Linked DNA regions of Mus musculus: regions 1 and 3 are each linked to region 2. A link is a contact called in public HiChIP or PLAC-seq data. All regions are on one chromosome and are shown on one strand. The core of a region is the stretch at or near the end of the contact, and the rest is flanking DNA. Distances in the headings are between cores, read along the strand shown. Region 1 has its middle 7.8 kb from the start of Gm40632. Region 2 holds the start of Rtn4ip1 (reticulon 4 interacting protein 1). Region 3 has its middle 14 kb from the start of Gm40632.

What was found. HiChIP or PLAC-seq counts read pairs in DNA pulled down with a chosen protein or histone mark.
Region 1: an H3K4me3 HiChIP or PLAC-seq map of fetal liver shows a contact between it and region 2, with 5 times the contacts expected there. The contact joins the enhancer-like site here to the promoter of Rtn4ip1 in region 2. A contact is called at or near these places in 6 of 484 Hi-C or Micro-C datasets (B cells, the G1E-ER4 cell line, bone marrow-derived macrophages and 1 more), 7 of 115 datasets of contacts at active chromatin or transcription factors (the SCID.adh cell line, acute myeloid leukemia, bone marrow-derived macrophages and 3 more) and 4 of 9 other capture datasets (adipose tissue, liver, macrophages and 1 more).
Region 3: an H3K4me3 HiChIP or PLAC-seq map of craniofacial prominence shows a contact between it and region 2, with 3 times the contacts expected there. The contact joins the enhancer-like site here to the promoter of Rtn4ip1 in region 2. A contact is called at or near these places in 2 of 39 promoter capture datasets (the C10 cell line and erythroid cells), 1 of 15 datasets of contacts at CTCF or cohesin (large pre-B cells), 16 of 484 Hi-C or Micro-C datasets (the AtT-20 cell line, B cells, the C10 cell line and 12 more), 12 of 115 datasets of contacts at active chromatin or transcription factors (the SCID.adh cell line, SST interneurons, bone marrow-derived macrophages and 9 more) and 3 of 9 other capture datasets (adipose tissue, liver and pancreatic islet).

Annotation. Positions count from the first base shown.
Region 1 is chr10:43,666,398-43,669,472 of GRCm38.p6, reverse strand. No RefSeq gene overlaps it. Among named protein-coding and RNA genes, the nearest start is that of Gm40632, 7.8 kb to the left of the region's middle. Within about 2 kb of position 1,357, at least 90 of the 459 cell types and tissues checked have an H3K27ac peak or open chromatin away from gene starts, as enhancers often do. A contact at or near this core is called in B cells, the G1E-ER4 cell line, the SCID.adh cell line and 5 more, where this site is marked.
Region 2 is chr10:43,900,265-43,903,364 of GRCm38.p6, reverse strand. Rtn4ip1 (reticulon 4 interacting protein 1) reads right to left here and starts at 1,558. Exons shown (of 9, transcript NM_130892.5): 1 at 829-1,558. The coding sequence starts at 1,102. It overlaps Qrsl1 (glutaminyl-tRNA synthase (glutamine-hydrolyzing)-like 1), which reads left to right and starts at 1,629. Exons shown (of 11, transcript NM_001081054.2): 1 at 1,629-1,751. The coding sequence starts at 1,728.
Region 3 is chr10:43,688,561-43,691,653 of GRCm38.p6, reverse strand. No RefSeq gene overlaps it. Among named protein-coding and RNA genes, the nearest start is that of Gm40632, 14 kb to the right of the region's middle. Within about 2 kb of position 1,588, at least 84 of the 459 cell types and tissues checked have an H3K27ac peak or open chromatin away from gene starts, as enhancers often do. A contact at or near this core is called in adipose tissue, a colorectal cancer cell line, craniofacial prominence and 5 more, where this site is marked.

The sequences.
Region 1 (3,075 bases), core at 108-2,607, 230 kb after region 2:
CATCCCCCACCTTACCCCCGGGAAGGGACAGGCCTTTCCTGGCTAAGGTAATGAGGATTTCTGGCCAAGACTAAGGGGGTTGTCCTTGGCCCCAGAAAGTTCTTCCAGAGAGACTCATCACTGCCATAGTTACCAGACACTGTTTCTTCAGCAATGGTTTGTATAAACTTTGCCAAATGCTGGCTTGGATTCCAAATGAGGATGAACATCCCTGTGCTACCTTAGCAAAAGACAAATGGCACCTGACAAATCAAAAGGTTACAACACATGAGCAATTCCCAAAGCCAGAACCATTTACCGCCTTAGGTTTGGTTGGAGCTTGGGGGACTTCTGTAGATAAAAGACAGATAAATTACTGAATGTTCAGTTGCTCTGAGATAATGCTTTGCAAAGATTTACAAACTGGAAACTTGAAGGAATCTTTGCTAACCTTACTATGTAAACTCTATGCCTTTCATGAAGAATGTTTTATTGCCCTTCAAACTATGTTTGGTAAGTAAAGTTTGACTTCTGAATTAGAAGTCAGAGAGGAGAAAGTGCTTTAAGGTACCGATGCTGAAAAAAACAACCTATAAAGATGACACAGGATAACGAACTTACTCCCTACACAAGTACTATATAAACTGTCTTTTAACAGTCTGCAGATAAACCTGGTATCCTTTGTCTGATTACATTAAATTGAAGTTTTATTTTGAGACAGTATTAGCTGTGTGTCTCAGACTGGGGGTGTGTCTTCATGCCGGGCCTATCTTTCAATGAGCTCTGGAAAGAGGAATATGGACTTCTATGCCTGGCTCTATATTTTTGTTTTAAACATTTAAAGAAGTTGTGACTAAAACGTACAAAACACCTTTGGTAAAAACATTTTGACAGCAGGGGAAATGAACGAGTCAAGCGGTTGGATCAAAACCAAGAGTTCAGTACACAAAAAGCTGGAAAGCATTACCAGCCCTCTTTCCGTAATATCACAGGCAGCTGCAATTAAAACTGACATATGTTTTAGGAATAATTGCAATAAAAAAAAAGAAATCAAGGAACTGAAATCATGTGATTCAGGCTGAAGATCGCCATGGGTGGGGTAGAAGTGAGGGAACCTTACAGTTGAGTGTAGTTATAAAGGTCTTTTGGTTCTGATAATATCGTCTTAGCACTTGTAAAATTTAAATAGGCAAAGCAAAAAGAAAAAGGAAAAAAAATCAGCAAAGTCTAGAAATATAAATGTATAAAATACACTGGATATTTTTGCTCTCTCCCTGAATAGCTACTTCCTCACCCCTCCCACGAGTCTCATACCACAACCTTAGCCTGCATATGAGGCAATTAGACAAGACAGGAGGAAAGAGGAAATTATACCCCTAGAATCTACAGAAGAGGAACTCACTATCTGGTCACTGGAACTCCGGCCCATCCCCTCTGTGCCACTCCCCCGCATCTGGACGTCCACTGTCTCATCAGTGAGCAATAGCTTTAACGGACACTTCACCCCACATCTGCACGGGAACAAGTAGTCCACTGCTAAATGTGTTTAGAAATAAAGCTATCTCCGTTCGGCAAAACTACTAAAGCGGGTTGCTTTTTCCTACGGCAAACACGGTTGCCATGGTCAGGTTCAGCCTACCCTTGTGAAACCATCAGATAGCTGAGTTGGGAAGTGACTCAGCTCCCAGAAGGTGGACTGAGCCCACACCCTCACACCACTACCTAAAATGTCTCCCTTAGGCTTTATTATTAATTTTGCTGAAGAGATCTATAATTGGCCAGCATTTTACACGCACGCTCGTTTCTTCCGTTTCAAAATTGGTAAAGTAAAGCCCACTCCTCCCGTTTATAGTGGAACCAAAGTGCAGGTCCTAGCGCCTCTTCATCTTCATCAGCCCCGCTTCCGGCTGCCCTTCCCCTCTCTCACATGTGAATCTTTATTCCTCTTCCATTGAGGTCCCCATGCGCAGCTCCACTTATAAAACAGGGCTCTGTTTGCTTAGCAGCCCCTCCTAGGTAACAGGGCCGTCGTGGTGGCAGACCCCACCCAACAGTGAGCCCTAGATCCCAAGGGAGTCGCGGCGACTGCGGCGCTCTCCTCTACGGTCGATACAATGCGAATCAGATAGATTGTATGAGTCCCTTCCCGTGTCCGCAGGAATGTGCAGGGCTAGTTCAACACCTTTGGGCCCATTGTCTCCTACCTGTTAGCGGTTAGCTAACTGTAAATCTATACAGTGTAGGCCCTGTGTTAACAAGTGAAAGTCATGGGAGATTTTAAAACTGTCTCTACGCTTCCTCCCCGGTTTCTTCAGAGGCACGGTTCTAGAAAGGGGGCGTGCCTCACTTCATCCTTCTCTATCACGGCTCTGGCAGAAACTACCCAAGATTTTGAGCCGGTTCTGAATATATCTCTGTAAATGTTGATACTTTTTTAAGGAGATGGTTTCCATTCCCACGGGGAGTCGGACATACTTAGTGACCCACTTCTAGGGAAGTGGGGACCCACTAGGACTCACTTCTTCATGTGCGGCTTGGCGCACATGGTGGGTTATCACCTCCCATCTTTACTTTACTTACGTTAGAGTACACTGCATCTCTTTCTTGGCTTACTTGCATGGAGTTAGAGCACACAGAGGGAGAACTGAAGTCTCCTCCACTAGACATATTAGAAATGCACCCTAACTTGAGTGACAGCTGGACCACGCCCACACCCACACCCTCCCCCGTGAGAGGCCTCAGCCGGAGCTGCTTCTGATGCCTGACCCCCAGTGTCTGTGAGAATTACAGACATGTGAGGTTTTGAGCAGCTCTGTCCTGGGGTAATGGTGATAGAGTCATGTATCATTAACACAGCCACCCAGATAGCAGATCTAATAATGGCCTCGTTTCCACTCCCTGCTTAACTAAAATTGGAGTGTTCATGTCACCCTTTTCTTGTTCTCTGTTCCCTTGCAGAGTCACAGGCCATTCTTCTCCCTTGCCTTCTGCAGGGCCCCAGGGTGCCACCTTTCTTGTCCCTCTGGGTCCCCATGCTCTGTTCTCCTCTCAGCTCCCATTCCACATATGCTGTCTTATCTGATATTATGGTTTTGT
Region 2 (3,100 bases), core at 309-2,808:
TAGGATAACATTATCCCAGCTTCAGCGGGTGTATAACAAGAAAACACATTTAAGCTGGAGGTGGGGAGTGGGGAATGGGGATATGAGAAATGACGAGGATGCTGTGCCCCTATCAGGAGTTCTGCTCTGTTGCTTGGTACACTGGGCCTATAACAGAAGCTGTGAACCGTGGGACAGCAAGAAGGATACAGGAATTACATAGACCCAGACTCTGAACTGATGGGGAAACATAGCCAAACTCTGGAGCCTGTGCTGGACCCTAAAATTACCACAGAGCAAATTAACTGTAGATATCACTTCTCGGTCCCAACTCATATGTGAAAGGAAACAAACACATTTAATAAAAGATTAAAGTATACCTTAGCAGTTGTGACAACAAAACGTCGTAAATATTTGCAGGGATAGTATCAGAAACCAGATGGCTCTGCCTATAGTGGTGCTTGCTACCAAGCCTGGTGGTCAGTTTAATGCCCGGAGCCTACCTGGTAGAAGGAAGAAACTCACTCCCACAAGATGTCCTTTGACCTCCACTTGGGCCCTGTTCCACACACCCAAACACAAAATAAATACATGTAATAAGAAACCTAAATGACTCCCTCACGCCAACCTAAATGTAGTCTATTAACTAGGTGTGGTCTACACCTGCTAAATCCCAGGCCTGGAGAGGCAGAGCAGGAGGGCGGCAGAGTGGAGACTAGTCAGTGGTATACAATGAATTGGAGGCCAGCCTGGGCTAGACAACGACCCCTTGTTTCAAAAGAAAAACAACAAAACACCTGTGTGCCCAGTGAATTTTGATTTAAAACCAAACAAACCCGGACAACTTACTTCTCATATTAACATCTATAGGATTTACACTGGCAGCGTGGACTTTGATAATGACTTCATTTGGATAGTGTATGATAGGTAACATCATGTTCTGGGTGAATCGAAGGACTTCATTCTTTCCATATTTATCTATCACCCAAGCGGGCATGACAGTGCTCCTCGCAGACGTAGTACTAATGCCTCTAAATGGTGGCTTTGGGATAACTGTCCTTCTCCAGAAGCAGGCGGCGGCACAAGCACTTCTTCTAAGTACACAGGTCTTCAAAACGCCCATCCTGAGCAGGGATGGAGAACGTTTCCTCGAAAAAAAGAAAAGAAAAAAAGAAAAAGAAAAAAGAAAGGAGGAGCGGGGGTGGGGGGTGCGACGGTGGAGAGAAAGGACCTGAAGCAGGTCAAACTAACACATTTCAATTCAGCCAAAATCTGCCAAACCCACAGGTCAATTAAGCGAGGGGGAGCTTTCAGAAGCAAACTCAACCTAAAGCCGCGACGGAATTAAAATAGAATTGCTACTGTGCTCCCCACGTCAGAAATGTCCCAGTTGGCGTCCAGTCAGTACACTGGCCATTCCTTCCTTACGCTCTCCTTCCCCTTAAGGAAAAAAAAGCAAGCAAGCAGGGAGTCCTCAGAGGGACAAGCAAACAAGGCTAGCAATTCCTAGGTCAGGCGGATTCCTGACACGACCCCGGCCGCGGTCTCCTTGCCTGTCCGCGCGCCTCCGGTCGCCGGCGCGCGAGCCAATCGTGTGCAGAGATCATTTCCGCCGCCCGGAACTCGACCAATCCAGGCGCTCGTTGTTAAAGAGGAGCCAAGATGTCTGCGCCCATGTAACGCCGGTGGCAGAGATTGACTCCTTCCTCTGTTCCGGGACCCGGTGCTACCGGCTGACTCCGAGGGCTATGCTGGGCCGGACTCTCCGAGAAGTGAGTGGACATGGCCAGGAGGGGACCAGGGAGGGCTGAGACACTGGAGGACTCGGAAGTTCAAGGTCGCCCCGGGTCACGCCGCACGGCACGCCCCCCCCCCCCGACCGCCTACATTCCTGAGTGGGAAGTGGGATTCGAACCTAAGCTCTTACCGTACACGCTGAGTCAATCCCCTAGAGTCAGAACGTCAAAAAGTTTGAACCCCTGAGCCGTGGAGTGGAACGACAGTCAACCCGCGCGATTAGGGAGAGGTTTCTCAGACAAGCCATCTCAGTCCCGTCGCTGCTGTGCTCGCTTAGGGACGGGGCGGTTTTGTAGCATGCACATTTGAAACAAACAAAAAAATTGGTGGCTTAAAAAAAAAAACAAAAAAAAACTAGGATTTCTACCACATCGTGTTTGAACATCTACTTAAGCTGTAGGTCGCAACCACAAATGTAGGAGAAAATGTGACAGCAGTTTTGAAAGGGAAGGAGGAGTGTTCCTGAGACAGTGGGCAAAGTTAATTCAAAAATCAAACTGTGAGTTGTGAGTTCAAGGTGTTTCTGACCGCACCCAGCGGTGCTTCCTCACGACTCTCTGCAGCAGGGTATGTGTGCACTGCCCAGCAAATGCTGCCGGAAACATCTCAACTCAGAATCGAGAGTATTGTTTATTAAGATTTAACATATGAGCAACTTTTCTAAACTTGTAGAAACATAATTATTTAATTTCAGAAAGCAAAACCTTTTAATATTTTACTAAATCGTTTTTCAGCTTGTCATACCCTAAGTGTGAAATGCGTGCATCTTTGGGATTTGTTGCTTTAAGGTGCTTGATTCTAAAAATGGCTGAGTTATTGACTTGAGTCTCATTCAAAAATCACTAAATAAGTTTTGATGTGAGATTATTCAGCTTTTTCCCAATATGGCGCTAAACATGCTCCTACAATTTTGTACAACATATTTATGCAAAGTGGTGTTCTCAGCACTGATATATCAAATCAAAATATTGGTAAACTGAAAAAAAATGAAAAACGTTGAGGAAACCTACAGCCAGGATTTAATTCTTTATTTAAAAATAAGCAAGTCTATGCATTTATTGGTATGCAGGTTTACTTTCATCTTTAATAGTAGAATTATGTACACCAAATAATTTTGTAAATATCTATATTTATTTATTTATTTATCTATTGTATATGGGTCTTTTGACTGCATGTATGTCTGCACACCAGAAGAGTGTATCAGATCCCATGTCACTACAGTCTTAAGTGGTTGAGAGCTGCCTTATGGGTGCTGGGATTTGAACTCAGGGCCTGTGGAAGAGCAGCCAGTGCTCTTAGCTGCTGAGGCACTACTCTAGACTCC
Region 3 (3,093 bases), core at 339-2,838, 210 kb after region 2:
ACCAAAGCAGACAACTGTGGCTCAGATCTGCTATGAAGATTACAGTCGGAGAAACCTTGGTCCTGTGAGCCAAACTTCCCTCCACTTGTCACTGCTGAAGCTCCCAGGGAGACACAAGACAGAGGGCCAGCTCTTCATCTTACAGCGTTATGCCAACCTTAGTTCTCATCAGCCAGCAGTTGCTCGTTATTTTGGAAATATTAGATTAGAGGCACTGCTCTCTAAGAGACCTATGAGTGAAGCACTAGGCTGAAGCTAACACAAGCACATTTAGAAATAAAACACAGGCTGGAGAATCCTGGCCTGGCCGTTGCCTCTAAATGCATTATCTAAACAACAGGGTCGGGGTGGGAGTGGGCGTTAAGAACAGACCATTTCAAAAAACTATTAGTTCGCGGCTGGCCAAGGTTACTAATTTATTGGGGGTTTGTTGTTGTTGTTTGTTTGCTTGTTTTGATTTTGATTTTAAACCTCTTTCAGAACAAGAAAGCGTCAGGATCCTCGAGTACAAAGCTTATTTTGTAATCAAGGTGTGGTCTGAGGACCCGCTGCGTTGGCACCGCCCAGGAGCATGATTGACGTGCAGAACCTCGACTGGCCACACCACCCAGTCCTACTGAATCAGAGCCTATACCTGAAACAGATCACTGGAGGTTTTGCGCACATGTTGAAGTTCTAAAAGCAAGACTCAAGAGCAACCGGGACAAAAGGAAGATATGAGGAAGGTTGGGTGAGTGGGTTTAGAAATATAAGAGCTGGGGGCTGGAGAGATGGCTCAGCCGTTAAGATCACTGACTGCTCTTCCGAAATTCCTGAGTTCAAATCCCAGCAACCACATGGTGGCTCGCAACCATTGGTAATGAGATCTGACACCCTTTTCTGGTGCATCTGAAGACAGCTACAGTGTACTTAGATATAATAATAAATAAATCTTTAAAAAAAATAAAAAGAGTAAGAGCCCGGGTTAAAGCGCAGCCCTTGGCCCTCAGTCACAGGGTTTGGGCAGTAAGGATGGGGGTGGAGCATGGAGGAAGAAGGCTGGTGTGCTCCTCCCTCCTAGGTACTGTGGGGTGTCCTCAGCCCAGCTCACCCGGTTATAGGTTATGCAAAGTATAATAGTGTAAAAGAAAGATTTGTCTTTCCAATTAAGCACGAGCAAAGGGCACTTTCTACAAACTGCTTGGTAGTGTATACCACCTGAATATCTTTTCTATTGCTTCCATTTCCAAAGAGGCTGTTCTAGGTTAGCCAAGATAATGGCTCTGCTAGCAACCTGGCTAAGCAGCAATCGATCATGGCACATATCAGTCCCACCTTTGAAATCCACTGCATGTCCCACACAAGAGGGAGAAGGAGATTTGGGGGTACAGCTATAACACTAAAACTTAGACAGATGTGTCTCGATGCCCCAGAATCCAGAGCCTGGACTGGTGGGTATCATGCCTATCCCTTTGAAAAGTCCAGAAGATGAAATCTGACACCTTCACCCATGCTCCTCTCATTTAAGACAGGATTACAAGTGAACGTGAGTCACAGGAATGCTATCCACCTTAGTTTATGTTAGGAGAGCAACCAGTGTTCCCATCATTCCCGCTGCTGAAGTCACTGCTGACATTTTAAGCTGTGACCTGTTCGGCGTTCTCTCTCCCCCTCTTCTGAATCACTCCATCTTTCCATTCGCCCCAAACCTAATTCTTTCTGTCAATATGAAAAAAAAGAAATATTTGAAATGAGACGACGAAAGGAACATCCCATTGACTCAGAGACTACCCGAAGCAGCCTTCTCCTTCCCCACCCCTTTCCCATCCCTGCTTCAGGCTCCCTCCCAGGCAGCAGGCTCCAGTGAAACAGAGAAGACCGAAACTGGAAGCGTGAACAGATTTGAATTGATACAACTTTCTGGCAAACAAAAGGATTTAAAAGAGTTTGGCAAAGGTTAAGCACACACAGAAAACTTTATTTCCTGGTGTCTTCTGATTAGCCTTGAAGATAATCAGTGGCCCTGGGAGGATTACTGGAGAAACAATCACATTCCTGCAAACACACAGGAAGCACAGAGCCCCGAATCTTCGAATCTTCGCGTTACACCCCCAACTCCCACCTCCCTTGGCTCTTCTGGAGTTACCATTCCCCTCCCACCTCCTAGGGCTCTCCTGGAGTTACCACCCCTCCCCACTCCCACCTCCCATACCTCTCCAGCTTCTTGGCTTGTGCAAATTACTCCTCAGGCTCAAGTGACACCAGGCTGACCCCAGGGTTAGGTGCCCTGCCAGCTCTAGGCTTGCTTTACTATAGCAACACTTTCCTGGGAGAGAACTGTGTCATCCCTATTTCAGGCAGAAGCCTCTGGCAAGCACAGTGCTCAGAGCTTTCCAACCGGCAGTTCCTGTATTAGGTTTATTTTGCTAAGGAAATGACATCCATACAGATTTAGTAAATGCTGATAGCACACGTGATTTCTGAGCCGGAATTGACCTGGACTTGCCTGACTTCTAAAGCAAAACTATAACAGGAAGAAACATGTTTTCTTATTCCCCTGGTTTTACACCTACATTTCCACAACACTGGACAGCACCAGGAAGCAGGAGTCACCAGAACCTCCAGGTTATGTGAATGTCCAGCGCCCACTAAATTCCATTTGACCATCTAACTGCCCAAGTGACTAAGCAGTGGCTACCAGAATATTCTATTAATACTGGTTTCTTTTTATTTTCTCTTAGATTGCAAATGTGCTTTCTCTTGCTCTCTCTCTCTCTCTCTCTCTCTCTCTCTCTCTCTCTCGTGAGTGTGTGTGTGTGTGTGTGTGTATGTATGCATGCATCTGCTGTGGGGTGCACTTATGTACATGCATTTGAAAGCCACAGTCAAGTTTGGATGCAACTCTGTGCACTACACTGGTTTTGAGACAGGGTCTTTCACTGGGACCTGGGGCTCACTGTTTTAGGCTAGGCTGGCTTGCTAGTGAGCTCCTGGCCTCCTCCTGTCTCCACCTCTCAGTGCTGAGATTACAAGGGCATGCCACAATACCTAGTTTTATATGTGGAGTCCCTGGAAAGCTAACACTTTCCCAACTGAACTATAGCTTCCGTTAGC